Regions from separate parts of the Sus scrofa genome. Here regions 2, 3 and 4 are each linked to region 1. The links are chromatin contacts, called in public Hi-C and HiChIP or PLAC-seq maps. All regions are on one chromosome and are shown on one strand. Each heading gives the region's core, a stretch centred on a gene start, on an enhancer-like site or on the middle of the called end of the contact. The rest is flanking DNA. Distances are from core to core; before and after follow the strand shown. Region 1 holds the start of RUSC2 (iporin). Region 2 holds the start of TPM2 (tropomyosin 2 (beta)). Region 3 holds the start of RGP1 (RAB6A-GEF complex partner protein 2). Region 4 holds the start of TLN1 (talin-1).

Evidence for each region. A called contact is a pair of places that touch in the nucleus more often than the background predicts. HiChIP or PLAC-seq counts read pairs in DNA pulled down with a chosen protein or histone mark.
Region 2: an H3K27ac HiChIP or PLAC-seq map of alveolar macrophages shows a contact between it and region 1. The contact joins the promoter of TPM2 here to the promoter of RUSC2 in region 1. A contact is called at or near these places in 5 of 47 Hi-C or Micro-C datasets (adipose tissue, embryonic fibroblasts, epiblast stem cells and 2 more) and 2 of 2 datasets of contacts at active chromatin or transcription factors (alveolar macrophages and skeletal muscle).
Region 3: a contact with region 1 is called in a Hi-C map of liver, with 4 times the contacts expected there. The contact joins the promoter of RGP1 here to the promoter of RUSC2 in region 1. A contact is called at or near these places in 1 of 5 promoter capture datasets (liver), 3 of 47 Hi-C or Micro-C datasets (heart right ventricle, liver and skeletal muscle) and 1 of 2 datasets of contacts at active chromatin or transcription factors (alveolar macrophages).
Region 4: a contact with region 1 is called in an H3K27ac HiChIP or PLAC-seq map of alveolar macrophages. The contact joins the promoter of TLN1 here to the promoter of RUSC2 in region 1. A contact is called at or near these places in 5 of 47 Hi-C or Micro-C datasets (embryonic fibroblasts, fetal liver, heart right ventricle and 2 more) and 2 of 2 datasets of contacts at active chromatin or transcription factors (alveolar macrophages and skeletal muscle).

Annotation. Positions count from the first base shown.
Region 1 is chr1:236,263,855-236,268,103 of Sscrofa11.1, forward strand. RUSC2 (iporin) reads left to right here and starts at 2,061. Exons shown (of 12, transcript XM_001927812.5): 1 at 2,061-2,373.
Region 2 is chr1:236,407,836-236,411,917 of Sscrofa11.1, forward strand. It overlaps TPM2 (tropomyosin 2 (beta)), which reads right to left and starts at 1,781. Exons shown (of 9, transcript NM_001129947.1): 1 at 1,570-1,781; 2 at 1,014-1,139. The coding sequence starts at 1,683.
Region 3 is chr1:236,466,625-236,470,458 of Sscrofa11.1, forward strand. RGP1 (RAB6A-GEF complex partner protein 2) reads left to right here and starts at 1,672. Exons shown (of 9, transcript XM_003480545.4): 1 at 1,672-1,796; 2 at 2,124-2,258; 3 at 2,621-2,757; 4 at 3,327-3,410; 5 at 3,507-3,656. The coding sequence starts at 2,143. It overlaps GBA2 (glucosylceramidase beta 2), which reads right to left and starts at 1,263. Exons shown (of 17, transcript NM_001258385.1): 1 at 730-1,263. The coding sequence starts at 1,064.
Region 4 is chr1:236,449,612-236,453,474 of Sscrofa11.1, forward strand. It overlaps TLN1 (talin-1), which reads right to left and starts at 1,367. Exons shown (of 57, transcript XM_021065688.1): 1 at 944-1,367. CREB3 (cAMP responsive element binding protein 3) reads left to right here and starts at 1,657. Exons shown (of 9, transcript NM_001123220.1): 1 at 1,657-1,785; 2 at 1,891-2,038; 3 at 2,115-2,182; 4 at 2,299-2,388. The coding sequence starts at 1,657.

The DNA.
Region 1 (4,249 bases), core at 811-3,310:
GCTCAGCAGGTTAAGAATCCGACTAGTATACTTGAGGATGCAGCTTTGATCCCTGGCCTCATTCAGTGGGTTAAAGGATCTGGTGTTGCCACAAGCTTCAGTGTAGGTCACAGATGCAGCTTGGATCTGGCATACTGTGGCTGTGATGTAGGCTGGCAGCTGTAGCTTCAATTCTACCTCTAACCTGGGAACTTCCATGTGCTACGGGTGCAGCCCTAAAAACACCAAAAAAAAAAAAAAAAAAAAGGAGTTCCTGTCATGGCCCAGCAGTTAACAAACTCGACTAGTATCCATAAGGACATGGGTTCAATCCCTGGCCTTGCTCAGTGGGTAGGATCCGGCGTGGCCATGAGCTGTGGTGTAAGTCACAGATGCGGCTTGGATCCTGCGTTGCTGTGGCTGTGGTGTAGGTCAGCAGCTGTAGCTCCCATTTGACCCCTAGCCTGGAAACCTCATATGCCATGGGTGTGGCCCTAAAAAGACAAAAAAAAAAAAAAAAAAGAAAAAAGAAAGAAAAACTTTTTTTTTTTTTTGTCTTTTGTCTTTTTGTTGTTGTTGTTGTTGTTGTTATTGTTGCTATTTCTTGGGCCGCTCCTGCGGCATATGGAGGTTCCCAGGCTAGGGGTTGAATCGGAGCTGTAGCCACCGGCCTACGCCAGAGCCACAGCAATGTGGGATCTGAGCCGCATCTGCAACCTACACCACAGCTCACAGCAATGCTGGATCCTTAACCCACTGAGCAAGGCCAGGGATTGGACCCACAACCTCATGGTTTCTAGTCGGATTCGTTAACCACTGACCAGGAACTTCCCCCCCAAAAAAATTATTCATGACACTTGTTAAAGAGTAGTAAGGCATACTTTAAGTAGCGGGGTGGAACCATGGAGTAGGTAGAGACCACTGCAGCAGAGTGTTGCAGTGGTGGACAGATTGAGCTCAACTCCGACCCCAACAAAGACAATGGTAATTTATCAGCCCAGAAACAGAGTAGTGGTAGAGGTCAGTGGGTGGAAAAGTACAGCCTTCGTCAATTTGGGCTGCTATAATAAAACACTTCAAACTGAGTAGTTTATAGACAAATTTCTCACAGTTCTGGAGACTGGGTTGCTAAGTGCCCTCTTGTCACAGACTTCTCACCTGGAGGATTGGGCTAGGGAGCTCTATGAGATCTATAAAACCACTAATCCTAATCCCGTGTGCTCCTCATGACCTAATCACTTACCGAAGGCCCCACTTAATCTTTGCAGGTTAGGATTTTAACATATAAATTTTGGAGGGATATGATCATAGCAGTTACCAATAAGAAACATCAGGAATAAGGGGGATTCTTAGTAGACCAACTCAAAAGAATTTTTGCTGGAGGCAGACCAAGGTGCTAAAATATCAAAGGTGGTCAGATACCAAGGGTGTTCGATTTTTCAACAAACTGATTTACAGGGATCCTTGCTCAAAACTGAATTGTACAGGGACACAGAGAGAAGCCCAAAGATGAGCCTAACCCCCGGGGGCAGACTTAGCCTGACTAAATTTTTGGCTGAAGGAGTCTTTGTCCATTCTAGATTTTACCAGGTTTTTCTTTACCCTGGCTATACAATGGGATACTTGAAAAAATATCAAAGCCTGGGAGTTCTCCTGCAACAGAGAGGGTTAAGGATCCAGTATTGTCACAGCAGCAGTTCCGGTCACTGCTGTAGCTTAGATTCATTCCCTGGCCCAAGAACTTCCATAAGCCCCAATCACAGAAATAAATAAATAAATAAACAAACAAATAAACCAAAGCCTGCCGCACCACCCAACCCCTACTCCACCCCACAGGTGATTCTAGTTCACTCGGTCCCGGCTGAGATCAGGCTTTAGTTTTCTTTTTCTGGTTTTCCCAAGAGGTTCCACCCGGGTGTCAGGCAGAGAATCGAGGCCTTAGCCAAAGGTGGGGGCACAAATGCACCTCCCTTCCACAGGGTGTTAAAGCTGCGCGAAGGTTCTCTGGGTTCCAGCACAAGGCAGTGCTCTTAACCCGGCACCACCCGAAGGGGCGGGGCGCCAGCCGCAGAGGGCGGGTCCACAGCCAAAGCCTCGCCGCTTCCCTCGCGGGAAAGCACTGCGCGTGACTCGTTGCGCCTATTGCAGCGGGAGCAGGGGCGGTGGGTGAGCCCTCGCGGGCCCAGCGGACCGAACCACGGGTCGTCCGGAGGGGCGGCATGAGGGAGACTCGGGTTGGACCATCAGCGCCACAGCTGCAGGGGGTAGCGGGCGTTACCAAGCTGTCTAGAGAGGCGGGGGACGTCTGCTTGTCCCGGCTGCAACGCGACCCCTGGAGTGCTCGAGACTACGTCGCCGCCTTCGCCGTGGGAGCACAGTGAGGCGAGAAATCAGGTAGGACGCTGAGGCGAGAAACCTGGGGGCGGGCGGAGTCCCGGAGACCCACTGCCTTCCCGTTGCAAACGATCCTTTAGGAGAAAGGCCCACCTATCCAGCCCTTAGCGCCCCCGCCCGGACGCTCAGCCTTTCCCCCTGGTTCCCTCAGGCCCACCCTCCCTCGCATCTTCTCCGACCCCCTCGAGCAAGCTCCATCTTCAGCCTGCCCTGACACTTCAGCTCCGCCGTACACTGAACCCTCAGACACCCAGGACCAACCATCCTTTCAGGCGTCTCCCCAGCTCCAAGCCAACCGTCTCTCAAACTGCCCTTCGGAGACACCCCCTCAGTTGACTCGTGCCCAGTAGTCATCGTTGTACTGCATCTCCTGTGACCGCCCTGCGGTAGCGCGGTAGCCCAGCACCCAGCCCGGGTCCTTTGCACCCTCCGCCCTTTTGGCCCCTGGTTGCCAAGCTGGTATCTGCATCCAGTTTTACCTTGAGAAAACCTTTGGCCTGGCAGTTTTGCCAGCCCCCTGCCACCACTCTTAACCTGCTGCAAAGGGCGCTGTCATCCCGTTGCCCAGGGCTGGCTTGGGCTTGCCAAGCTGGCCCTGAGGACATCAGGGGACAGCTCTGAAGGCAAGAACCATTCACTGTTCATTTTTATCTACAACGCCCAGCACAGTGCCTGGCACATGGTAGCATTCAGTAAATGTATGATGGGTGGGTGAATGAGCCCAATGCAGAGACTGTGAGGCAGAGTGCTTTAGAGGGGAAAATATCACTACCTACTTGACGGGGGGCGGGGGGGGGGCAATCTGGAGGGCTACTTGCACTCATTGGGAGCATAGAACTGAATATATGCAGTTTTCAATTCATGCGTCTGATTTCTTTTATATAGGAGCCTCTACATATCAGCGGTTTTCCCTTTATGTTCTGTTTACCAAAGTCATGACCCGGGAATTTTTACTGGTCAGTGCCTTTAGAGGCTGCCCAGATAATCTTGAGAGAGCTTTGCCGGGATGATCCCTACCCGATCCTCTGCTCCAGAGACTGGCTGCTCCCTTTAGGGAAGAATTGTGGAGGCTAACTACAGCCTTTAAATCCGACTTGGTGTAACTGGTCTGCTGGTGCTTCGGGACAGGTTGGAGGAATGAAGGATCTCAGTTATTTTACCCTTTAGTTCTTGAGTACATCTCTTCCCCACCCCCACTGGAATAGAAATCCCAGGCTGGCCTAGTGTGAGAAATATTCAAAGATTCCTAAATACTGCTACGGTATGATCAGGCCATATATGGGCCATTTATATCTCAGTAGACCGGAATGGGGCAGGGATTACCACTTTGTGGACATATCTGTAGTAAATAAGAACATAGGCCTTTTAAAGATGTTTTTCTCTAAGAACAGAGAGCCTGAAACCTGTTTTGTTGATTTCTAGGAGGATGATCTGAAAAGATTCAGTTTGCTGAAGCTAAGACAGGGTTCTGAGACCTCAGTTTTCGCCCAGGTTCCACGGGGAAGTAGATGATATTGCTGAGTATTGAAACAATGGCTGGAAAGCTGTGGGAATTTATAAGCTAAGAAATAGTTTGCCTGACTACTAGTAGCATTATTGTACCTGGGGCTCAGAGTGTAGGTAAAAGCAATGGCTGGAGTTTCTTAAGAGGCTCCACGGAAATTAAGCAGTGGTATGGTTTAGAGGAGGGGAGATACCACCAGATCTCTGGTGTTCTGCTACTTGTGTCCCTCATATGTATGGCTATAAGGCAGTCATCCTCGCTGTTTCTGCTCTGAGGAAAGTCAAAATCTGGTTTCCTCTGATTTTTATGCTGTGTTTAAGGTCCCTTTTTGAGGCCAGGCCTGCCTAACTAGAACCTGGGTATGTTCTCAAC
Region 2 (4,082 bases), core at 531-3,030, 140 kb after region 1:
TGTCAGATGCCCGGGGCCATCTTCACTAGCAGCTGCAGGGCAGCTCCCTCCCAAGTGCCAGGACTGGTGAAGAACAAAAACCAAAGGCTGGAGGTCAGAGAAACCAATCTTGGGGGGCTTGGGGGGATGGGGAGCACGGCTAATGGTCAACACAAACCGTAGTGTCTTCTTTCATCTCGGCCGTTCAGACCATGCTCGTGCTAATCCCTGCATCCACCCAACCACAGGCTCATCTTAAACAATCCTGGGTGGAAGGCAAATGGGGAACCTGAGGCAGAGAAAGTACCATTGCCAAAGTCTTATGGCTGTTCTCCTACCTTAAGGTGGGGGCTGGGAAGAACAGGAGGTAGAGAAGTCTGGTTAGGGGGTGTGAGGTGGGCAGAGAAATCTCAGAGTGAACAGGAGCTGCCAAGGTGGTTGCCTTGGCATTAGTGGCCCTGTCCCTCTGCCCTGTGGCCTGGCATGGTCTCAAGACTGACAGCTTAATGAGGGTAAATGAGGGACCGTTAGAACCTGAGCTGGGGCGCCAGTACACAGCAGGGCCACTGGAGCCAGAGGTCAAGGCCAGGGAATTTCTAATGGCCCCCCAGCAGTGTAACTCAAGTCAAGGCCCATCTGTGGATTCCTCTCCCCTCCTCCTGCCTAACAGCACCTCCACCCACACCCCATACCCCACAAATGTAGCTTCAGTCTCCTCTCCATCTTCAGCTGGAAGATTAGTTGAGGTGGATGGTAAATTCTTGTGCCACCCGCCCCCGCGATGACTCACTGCTTGATCACTGTGCCTTCTAAGAGCTGGAACCAAATGGAATTAAAATGTTGTGTTCTCAGGGGGAAGTGGTAAGTGGTTTTGATTTACCCACTGTCTTGGATTAATTGTGCAAGCTTGCCCTGGCCTGCGTTCCTGAGAGGAAACCGTCTCTGTCCTGATGGTGAAAGTCCCTCTCATCCCCATGTCTGGAACCCCTCCCAAAGCACTGAGTCTCCTACTGTCCCCCCAGGTTCACACTCACGTCGGTGGCCTTCTTTTCAGCCTGCTCCAGTTTCTCCTGGGCATCCTTCACTGATTCGGAATACTTTTCCACCTCATCCTCCGTCCCTTTCAGCTTCTTCTGGAGGGCCTGCTGCTCCTCCTCCAGCTGGGAGAGAGATGCCTCAGTCAGCCAGGCCCAGGCCCAGGCAGGAGGCAGGGGTGTGTGTGAGGGGTACTAAGAGATATATAGAGGCTGACAGAGAGGAAGAGGGATAGCAGAGGAGGGTCAGGGCAGCTAGGGGTGTGGGAGGGAACTGGTGGGAGTAGAGAGAAAGCTTCCAGCCCCAAGGAGCAAGGCCCATCATGGCTCTGTAAAGGGAGGAGTGGAAATTAGGGGACTGGGGCTCCTCGGACGAGGGTGGGTGAGATGAAGTGTAGCTCTGGCTAGGGCCCTGGGGGTACTGTGAAGGCCCAGCCCCCACACTGGATGGTAGCGAGGCTTGGACGGCAGGCCAGAGGCTGGGGAGCACAGAGTGGCACAGGCTGCCCTTGTTGCGGATTGGGGACAGAGGTTACACAGAGCCTGGGACCCCCACCTGCTTGCAGCGGTCTTCAGCCTGCTTCTTGTCAGCCTCCGCCTGCTCAGCACGGTCGATGGCATTCTCCTTGTCCAGCTTTAGCATCTGCATCTTCTTCTTGATGGCATCCATGGTTGCTGTTGGGGACCGGCCGGCCGGCGGGCAGTGTGGACCGGGCGAACGGGACTGGCTGTGCTGACTGGGCGCACGGGTGGCGGACGAGGAGGACCTAGCGGGGCTGGGACGTCCCAGCCGCGCGGGCGCCTAAAAGGCTGGGAGGGACCGGGCGGAGCCGGGGGCCAGGACCCTCCCCCATTGCAGCCCAAACCTTGTAGGGGCAGAAGCACAGCAGGGTTGGGGGGGGCGCGGCCACCCCCTACGCCCACCCCTTCGGAACCGCCCCCTAGGGCTCCGCCTCTCCCTCACCCCATCCCCCCCAGCCGTCGGAAGGGAAAGTAGCTGGACGGTCTGCTGAGAAAGACACTAGCGCTGTGGAAGGGAGGGGACCTTGGGGCAGGGGGCTCCGTGCTTCTTCTGAGTGACAGCCTGGCCCGGTGGCAGCTGCGGCTGGGGCCCCTGAGGCTATTTCAGGGCTTGAGCTCACGGCAGCTGCCCCAAGCGCAGGGACCAAAAGGCCCCCCCTCAACTGCAGCAGCCGCTGCCCTTAATTTAGAAGTTTCCTGTAAATCCCCTCGGATTAAATGTCTCTTGGGAGGCGGGGCTCCTCCGCAGTTTGAGTGCCTCAGTTTACCCCAGTCCCAGATGCTGGGTTTTTGCTACGGACATGGTGGTGATAGTGGAGAGTCTTACCAGAGACTTGGGGAAACTGAGGTAGGAGGCGAGCCCAGAGCCCCGGCAGCCCTTCGGAGCGAGGACCGGCTTGTTGCCCCCGAGGGCGGGCCTGACCTCTCTTCCCCTCGCTTCCCCTTCCAGCCCCTGCCCCTGGAGCCAGGGCCCCTCCTCTACCATCGCCGAGCACGCAGAACCCGGATCCGCGCCCAGCCCGCCCCGCCCCCCACGTGCCCCGCATATTTTCCGCGGCCACTTCTGCCCCGCCGGACCCGCGCTCCCCGCCCCCATCCCCACCCCCACCCGGGACGAGTCGCTCTCCGTCCCCCTCCTCACCCCGCCTCGCGGTCCACCGGCCCCACCGCCCGCCCCCCACTCACCCCCACCCATCCCGATTTCCCCTAGCTTCCCTGTGCGCCCTCCCTTCTCCTTCCATTCTCCTCCCCTTCTCCCTGCGGACTCTCCTCCCTTCCCCTGTGGGCCAACTTTACGCTGAAATTTCTTTTCTGCCCTTTTTTGGGATGTTTCCCGTGGGGAGGCGGGGCCGGAATGGGGCAAGGAAGGCAGGGGCGAGGGCAAGAGTTACGGAGCTGCTGGGCGTCTGGAGCTGGGGGTGAGATGTTCCCTCTGACCGAGGCCGCCAGAAACAGCTCCCGGAGCCGGGAGCCGTGGCCTAGGGTCGGGAAATCGGAGGCACCCGTGCGAGGCTGTTTGTTTTCGCTTTTTCCTTGGGGTGGGGTGAGGGGAGAGGAAGTGGAGAGCCGCCTTGGGGTGGGGGGAGGGGAGACCAGGGTAGGCAGAGGAAGCCTCGCTCCCCAGGGGCAGGGGGGCGGGAGGCCTGGCTTTTGCTGGCTGGGTGGGAACCGTGGGAACCATAGGTCCACGGCCAGGGGAGGTGGGGGCGGAAATGTATTTAGATCTGCTTAGTGGACCGATGCTACACATGGAACAAACTTGACCTCTGTCCCCTCCTCACCCACCTCCCGGTCCACCGGCCCCACCGCCCGCTGGTGTTCACTCCATCTCCCTGTTCTCCCCAAACTCTTGGAAGAGTCTTCCATCCACCCTGTAGCCAGTGCCAGACCTCTCACTTCCCACAGTCCCTTGATCCTGTAGGTTCTGCTCCTACAAATGAGCTTCTTCCACTGAAGTCTCCTCCTCAGGCAGCTCCTTATATTACCTCCTGCCTGGGTCTGTTGTGAACTCCTGACTCCCCCAACTCTCCTCGACCTTGTTACACAAAGATCTTTGAAAAAGTTGGTACAAGTAGGACCCTAAGATGCTCCAAAAGCCCCTCCCTTCGCCCTCCCTCTTTTGCCAGTAAAAGTCACATTTCTTAATATGGTGTATCAGGCCCTTTGTTTTGGCACCTGCCTACCTCTCTAGCCCTACCTCCTTTCAGTTCCAACCTCACTCTCAGCACACAGATTTGTACTTCATGTAGCATTCATACTGAGCTAAGTGCAGGAGCTAGAAATCACCAAGCTTTTCTTAAAAGTTACCACCATTTTTTTTTTTTTAATTCATTTTTGGTCACCAACACTGGATCCTTTAACCCACTGTGCTGGGCTAGGGCTGAACATGAGTCCTGGTGCTGCAGAGACACGGCTGATCTGGTTGTGCCACCATGGGAACACCAAAGCTACCGCTTTATACATTCTGTTATATATCCCTAAAATGCCCTTCCCTTGGCTGATTCCTGGTGGCTGTAAAGACTCAGACCGTGTCAACTTTTCTGAGGA
Region 3 (3,834 bases), core at 422-2,921, 200 kb after region 1:
CCAGTGGGAATCGAGGGATCTGGAGGAGTTCTACAGTTCAGGGTAAGCTCTTGGAGTGTCTGCACCACTTGTGGGGGAGAGATAAGGAAATGCTCTGGAAGATCATTACTAAGCTCTGGGGACACCTAAGGCAGTGCCTCCCTGGCCAAAGGTCTTCTTTGCTTTTTATATCAGGGGCTGTCTATTCTAGAACATCTCTTATCGCCTGCCCTCTCTTTAGGGCTGAGAGCAAGCAGCCTCTCACACACTCCTTGGAGCCAAAACTGATGAGGAAAGAAGCTGATGGGCGTTGGGGCTGTAAAATGCTGTGCCGAAATGAGGGTCAATAAATATTCCAGCTGCTCAGGGGAATGTGGGGCTGAGAACGCCCCCCCCCCATGACACAACAATGTATCAGTACCATATCCCCTAGAATATTCTTTCCTATCTTGCCACAAAGTATAATCCCAAAGGGCAGTCTTTGGAAAAGAGGGAGTCTGTGAGACAGCCTAAATGGGTAAGACTGACCAAAAGGTCCACATGCTCCTGTTTTTTTTTTGCTAAAAAGATGAGTTCCTGGAAGGAAGAGGGTTGCAAAGAAATGTGACCTAATCTCACCAGCCGGAACCAGTGGTTTAGAATATGTTGGGGATGGGGCCACCAGACTAGAACAAAGCACCCCCCTTACTTTCCTGCCTCTGCTAGAACAAAGCCAGGCACAAGTTATTTTAGGCAATGGGATCTACTCACCTCAAGCCCATCCCAAAATGCTTTATCAGGTTGCTCAGGGAGATGTCGTTGGCATTAAAGGGTTTTCTCTTCTCTGCAAACTCATGAGCCAGGCAGATGCGCCAGCCAAAGGGAGGCACCTGGTAGCCCTCCGCTTTACCCTCATAGGAAACCATCAGCTGCCCAGAGTCCTCTGGATTGCTGTGGCTCGGCTCATTTTGGGGTTGATTGTCCTCAGGGTTCTGGCAGTCCGTAACCTGCGCAGTCTCAGTGCCTCCAATATCTTCAGGGTAATAAGTCTGCGGATCCCCTGTGGCACAGCTGGTCGGCTCCGAGGCTGGGACTCTGGTTCCCATGTTTCCTGGATCCTGGATCCCCACGACCTCGGTAGTCTCGGGTCCCGAGCTTTCTGGTACAAAGTATCTGGCCAGCCAAGCCCAGACGCGGGCGCGGACTGCTGTTAGGTGCCGTCTCCGAGGGCTGCCCGCTGGGGAAAGCTGAGGTGAGCTGGTGTCTCCGTGGAGCCGGGGAGCTGTGGCTGCAGCGGCGGCGGCGGCGACAGCAATAAAGCCGCCAGGGTCTCGTCCTCGGTCGTCTCTCTGGGCCCTGGGCGGGAAGGATCGGGCCTCGACGTCATTGGGCCGTGGTGATTAGCTGGCCCGGCCAAAGGGCGACTTTGCCCGCGGAGAGGGGAGGAGTCCCGGGGACCGGCCCGCCAGGCACCGCCCCCGGGACCCGCCTGGGAGCTCGCGGCAGCCTCGGTCCCGTCCCGGGGCTGCAGCACCAGGCCCCCCAGGGGTGGGCGCCGGGTCCCGCCGGCCGGTGTCGGGCAGCGCCAGCGCCGGGGCGCCAGCCCGTGGGAAGGTGACCCACGGCGGCTGGACCACTCGAGCCCCTTCCGGCCCAGCCGGCCCGGCACTTCCGGTCGGAAGGGGCTGGGAGGGGGAAGGAGGACCGAGGGAAGTCCCGCCTCTGCTGCGGCCGCAGCCAAGCACTTGGCCGGGTCCAGGAGAGGTGGGCGGCGGAGGGCCTCGGTGCACCAAGCCCCCGGTTTCGACCGTGCAAGGTGTTCGGGCCAGGGGCGCGAGGTGACGGGCGGCCCTTGCCCTGGACTGAGGCCTGGAACCTCGAGGGAAAGGGGCGGAGGCGGCCTGGGGGTTCTGTCGGGGTAGGGGGACTGACCGGGCGCTGAGAGGGGCGGGGGCCCGGGACCCCGAGCGACGCCCTCCCCCTCCGCAGTGCCGAGACACCTGCCACCGGACCTCCCTTCCGCCTTCCCGCATCCCAAATCTGGGCGCTTACCTCTGACACCGTGGTGCTGAACGCCCCGTTTCCTCGGTCTTCACCCCCGGGCTCGCCTGAGACACCCCTCCCTGCCGTGGTACTGACCTCTGACACCCCTTGTTTCCTTCCAGATCCGATTCCGGAGCTGCCATGATTGAAGTAGTAGCAGAGTTGAGCAGAGGTCCTGTGTTTCTGGCGGGGGAAGCGCTGGAGTGTGTGGTGACTGTCACCAACCCCCTGCCGCCTACGGCCACGTCTGCATCCAGGTGGGGATGCTGATACTGAAGACGGTGGTCCTTCTGGGAGGAAGCCTGGTATCTATAGTGCTGAGCTGCCTATAGCTACATCATCACTTTGTTGCTCATTGTGCTCTCATTGCAGGAAAGGGCTATTTAACAGGTGTGGGTGACATAACCCTCTACTCTCCTTTCTTCTCTCATCCCCCATTCTCCTTTTTACTCCCAATATATTTTTCCGGATTTAATGGTTTCTCTCTGGGGTTCTGGATTCTCTGGAATGGAGGCCATCCATCTCCCTGTGTTGACCTTCTCAGTGTGGTAGGGAGTTTGGGAGAGCCTTTGCGAGGTCAGGAACTCCCCTCTGATGTCCCCTTTTCCTCCTCCCATAGTGAGGCTCTGGCTTGGGCCAGTGCTCAAATCCACTGCCAGTTTCATGCCAGTGAGAGTCGAGTAGCCCTGCCTCCCCCTGACTCCAGTCAACCAGATGTCCAGCCTGAGAGCCAGACTGTCTTTCTACCACACCGAGGTTAGAGATGGGGCATTTGCCTTTGGAGGGGGATAAAATCATTGCTGCCCAAGGGTAAAAACTGTCCAATTGTTCGAGTGGGTCACTGAGGTCTCTTTTGCATTGGGGATGTGCAGGAGCATACTTGCTGCTTTAGGGGTGTAAAACTGTTCCTCTCTCAATAAGAAAAGAGGACTAGCTTAGTTTGGGTTGCCCTTTGTTGGCAGTGCTTCTTGCCCCCACTTGCTCTGCTACCCTCCTCCAGTACCAGACAATGGGGTCATTAAATTGCAATTTTTCTTTTTTTGTGTGTGTGTGTCTTTTTCAGGGCTGCACCCACAGCATGTGGAGGTTCCCAGCCTAGGGGTCTAATTGGAGCTGTAGCTGCTGGCCTACGCCACGCCCACAGTAACACCAGATCTGAGCTGCGTCTGCAACCTACACCCCAGCTCACAGCAATGCCGGATCTTTAACCCACTGATCGAGGCCAGGGATTGAACCTGCAACCTCATGGTTCCTCGTCGGATTCGTTTCCACCGCGCCATGACGGGAACTCCAAATTGCAATATTTCTTTTTTTTTTTTTTTTAGGTGAGAGGGGTCAGTGTATACTTTCCACTCCACCAAAAATCCTGTTCTGTGACCTGAGGCTAGACCCTGGAGAGTCCAAATCATGTGAGTGATTGCCCCCCTTCCCTTCCCTTCTAAGGCTCCCAGAGGGAGGACTCCTCTGGCTGCTTCTGGCTGTCCTGACTACTACTTCCCACCCAGACTCCTACAGCGAAGTGCTGCCTATAGAGGGACCACCCTCCTTTCGGGGTCAGTCAGTGAAGTATGTCTACAAACTGACCATTGGCTGCCAGCGCGTCAACTCCCCCATCACTTTACTCAGGGTCCCACTGAGGGTTCTTGTGCTGACTGGTAAGTAAGGGTTCCTGAAGGAAAGGGCTGGGGAAGAGCCTCACCAGAGCAGAAATGATCTTTAGAGGACTGGAGGGAGGAGCTGGAGGGAGGCTTTCTGGGCTTAGTGAACGTGTGAAGAGGTTGGGGAGAGAGAGTTCTGGAGAATAGATGAAAAACGTGTACCTTAGCCATGGCA
Region 4 (3,863 bases), core at 117-2,616, 190 kb after region 1:
CTCTGCGCCAAAGAAGCCCCCACGGCGACAGAGAAACAAGAGCCCTCCCTGCAAAAAAAAAAAAAAAAAAAAAAAAGAGCACCTGCCAATCTCTTAAATTTTACCTGCCTGAGGTCACCTACCCTGACCTCAGCCTATAACCCCTAAAACTGTCCTTAGTTCCCAACATTAACCCCGATCCCAATTTGTCTCCTGATGCCCAATACTGGCTTTAACATTCAGCTCTTTCCCAGCAGACACTTGAATCCAATCCCTGATCCCTAATTTTGATCTAAATTTTACCTTTAGCACCAAATCCCAACCTTACCCCTAGAGCTTGACCCCTGAACCTAAAGATCATGTGTCACTTGATTCCTGAGTCACTCCTTCCCCGTTTTACCCCTAACACTGGCTATGCCAACGGTCTCTAATGCCTAAAACTGGATCTCGAGCGCCGTTCCTGCTGCTGACCCTTAACCCGACCCTGGACTCTAACTCTGGCTTAGGCTGACCATCCTAGAACACAAAATAATGTCCTTAATCCAAACTTTACCTACCCAAAACGGACCTGACTCACGCTCATAACTCGAAATTTAAACCCCTAAAGCTAACCTTGGCTCCTAAACCCAATACCACCTAATCCCCAACCCACCCAGGGCGCTCCTACCCACATACCCGCCATCAGCCAACCTCAAAGCCGATCCCCGCCCTGCGTCGCACTGCCACCCACTCTTCACCCTCCCCCAAACCTATCCCAGACAGGGGGCTGCTCCCAGCAAGGGAGCAGAAAAGCCTCCCGCAAAAAGGCCTCTTGAACTCCCAGCCCAAGCCGAGAGACACTGGACGCTGACCTCTCCAACAGGACCCGAAACAGGAGACGCAGTCAAGTCAGGGGCCCCGCCCGCCTCCCGGGCCCGGCCTTGCGGCCCCACCCTGAGGCCCCGCTCGCGGCAGACCGGCCTACCTGCGCTGCCCGGCTCTGCGCCCCGCCCGCCGGCCCGCTAACCCGCTCGTTCTCCCGGTGGCTCTCGGGCTCCGGCCTCGCCCTCCCTTCGACACTCTCGGCCACTTCCGTCCGGGAACGTCCCCCGCCCGCGGGCGGCGCCCTGGGCCCGCGCTCTATGGTTGCGGGGACCGCAGGAAGCTGCTCTGGCCCCAGATCTCGATGCTCAGGAGCCGGCCGAAGACCCGCAGCCCCTCCCCGGCAGGAAGCGAGGGTGCGGCGCAATCCCAAGAAGACGCCCGAGCTGGGCCCGAGGTCCCGGTTGCGCGGTAGTCCTTCCTTTTCCTAGCCCGGGGCGAAGGCGGAGGCGGAGGCGGAGGCGGCTCGCCGGAATGCCCGCCCTCGGGGAGTGAGGGGCTGGCAAGGACGTCCCCTCTATTTGCATAGTGCCCGGGACGTGGCGTGCACCAAGGCCACTTCCGCGTCCGGGGAACTCCAAGTCCCGGGATGCCTCAGGGCTCGGTGCGTCACTTGTGTGGTGTTGGAAGTGGCTAAGACTCAGGCTGGGAGGCGGGTCGGGTTTGTGAGCCACCTCCGGCATCCAGGAGGAAAACCCCGCTTGCGGAGCCCATAGGTGTGGCCCACTGACGATCGGTGGGAGTCGTGCGTGGGGTTGGGAGTTGACTCCGGGTGTACTTCTGTGTTTCTGCTCATCCTTTCCGTAGATGTCTCATATGGAGCTGGGGTTGGACTCGGGTGACGATGACTTGCTGGGCTTCCTGTTAGAGGAAAGCGGAGGTCTGGGGGCGGCGCGGGACGAAGCCTTGGAGGCGCCCCTGGATTGGGAGCTACCACTTTCCGAGGTGGGGGGGGGCTCTGAGTCCGGGAGGCCCCGGGCGGGATGGAGGGGTGTCTCTGAGGCAGGGGGTGGTGATCAGTCAAAGTCTGTTAATCTGAACCCTGGGCAGGCATTGAGCGATTGGGACGTAGAGGATTTCCTGAGCTGCCTGTCGAGTCCCCCAGCATCGTTGACCGATTTTAGCCACTCTGACCCCTATCTTGTCCACCATGATCACACCTATTCCCTGTCACAGGAGTATGTCTCCATAGATCTAGGTGAGTCTGATAGAGGTGAAGTTTGGGGGAGGGGAGGGGACTATGGACCTGGCTGTTTATACTTTCCCTCTTGCAGATAATGAGGATTATGAGAAGGAAGGGGCCCAAATGACTTCCCTGCGTGTGGAGGCGCCCGCAGAGCAGGTAACTTGACTTGGTTTACAGGACGATTATTCCCACATTGACCGGGTTGGGGCAGGAGTCCGAATTTCTCTCTGACACCCTCTTGCACCTGTGCTGCCCACCTCTTGGAACCCCAGGAGATTGGTGAGCTGATACTGACGGAGGAGGAGAAGAGGCTTTTGGAGAAGGAGGGGCTTACTCTGCCCGGGACACTTCCTCTCACTAAGGTAAGACTCCCATTCGAGGAGCAAAGACTGGATGCAGGGGTTAAGTCCCTAGTAGGCTGACTCTGTTAATTTTATATCAGTAACTTGAGAAAGGACTGAGGCGAGATGCTGAGTCCAGCTTCGCAGGTAAGGGCTGAGGAACGGGTGCTGTAAAACTTGAGAAAAAGTTAGCATAAAACAAGACACAGAGACATTTATCTTAATTGCGGGTGGGAACTGGGGGACTCAAGGTCTCAGGGACCAAGAGCAGTGCCTCAAGAAACCACACTGCTTTTATTGTGCTCTTTAGGATTACATCAAGTGAGGAGGGGGTTGTAGGTGCAGGACATAGTTCTTTTATTATTTTAAAAGTCACATAGCTGGTAGCTGGTTAAGCTTTTATTCTGACCTTTAGGCATTAACAATCACTAGCATTGAAGAAGCTGGATATTAGCTCTCTGTGCATAGCACCTAGAGAATTATCATTGTGCTTCCACAGACAGCATGCCTATCTGCTGCAACCTGGCATGCCTAGGTTTGTACCTCCTTGCTGATGCATATTCTGCTAACGACCGCTCATAAACCCCCTGGGGCCTTGAGGCGCCTCTTCCTCTTATTTTAACAGGACGTATCATGCTGTGCAAACTGCATGCCTAGACCAACGCATTATGTCCTCATTCAGCTGACCACGTGAATACTTATGCCTTTTGGTCTTTGTTCTTAAGCTTAAATTATTTACTAGCATGGTGACTGTTTTTCAAGCTGGAATATGGGGTTAAGTAAAGCAGGACAAAATGGAATTTTCAGCATAGAAAATAGAAGCAAAGAGGCTAAGAAAAGATTGTAGAAACACGTCTCCTGACAGCGAGAGATTGGCACGTTTGTTGTTTGTAGGAAGCTGTAGTTAATATGCTGGATGCCGGGGCAGATCCTGGTTTTTGTAGGGCTTGTACAAACTTTGGTGTTCTCTTTAAGTAAGAATTCAAAATCATTAGTGTAATATTGGTATAGGGATTTGCAAAGTACTGTGGGAACAGGGGGGTCCTGACACTTAGATTTCACTAGTTTTACACTAATCCACCTATGGCTGAATGGTTAAGTTTTAGAATTCATCAAGGCTGGACTAAGGAGTATAACAAAAATAAATGTAAAATCCTGAGTTTTGCTTCAAGCAATGAGTGGCAGCTTCACATGTGCGGTATTGTGATACTATGATGAAATCAATATTTACTGATAGAAAGATAAAGAGACTTTAATTTCTTAAAAGTACAGTAGTGTGATATGACTACTAAGAGTGAATAGGCCTGGAGTTCCCGTAGTGGCGCAGTGGTTAATGACTCTGACTAGGAACCATGAGGTTGCAGGTTCGATCCCTGCCCTTGCTCAGTGGGTTAAGGATCCAGCGTTGCCATGAGCTGTGGCATAGGTGGCAGATGCGGCTTGGATCCCAAGTTGCTGTGGCTCTGGTGTGGGCCGGTGGCTACAGCTCCGATTCG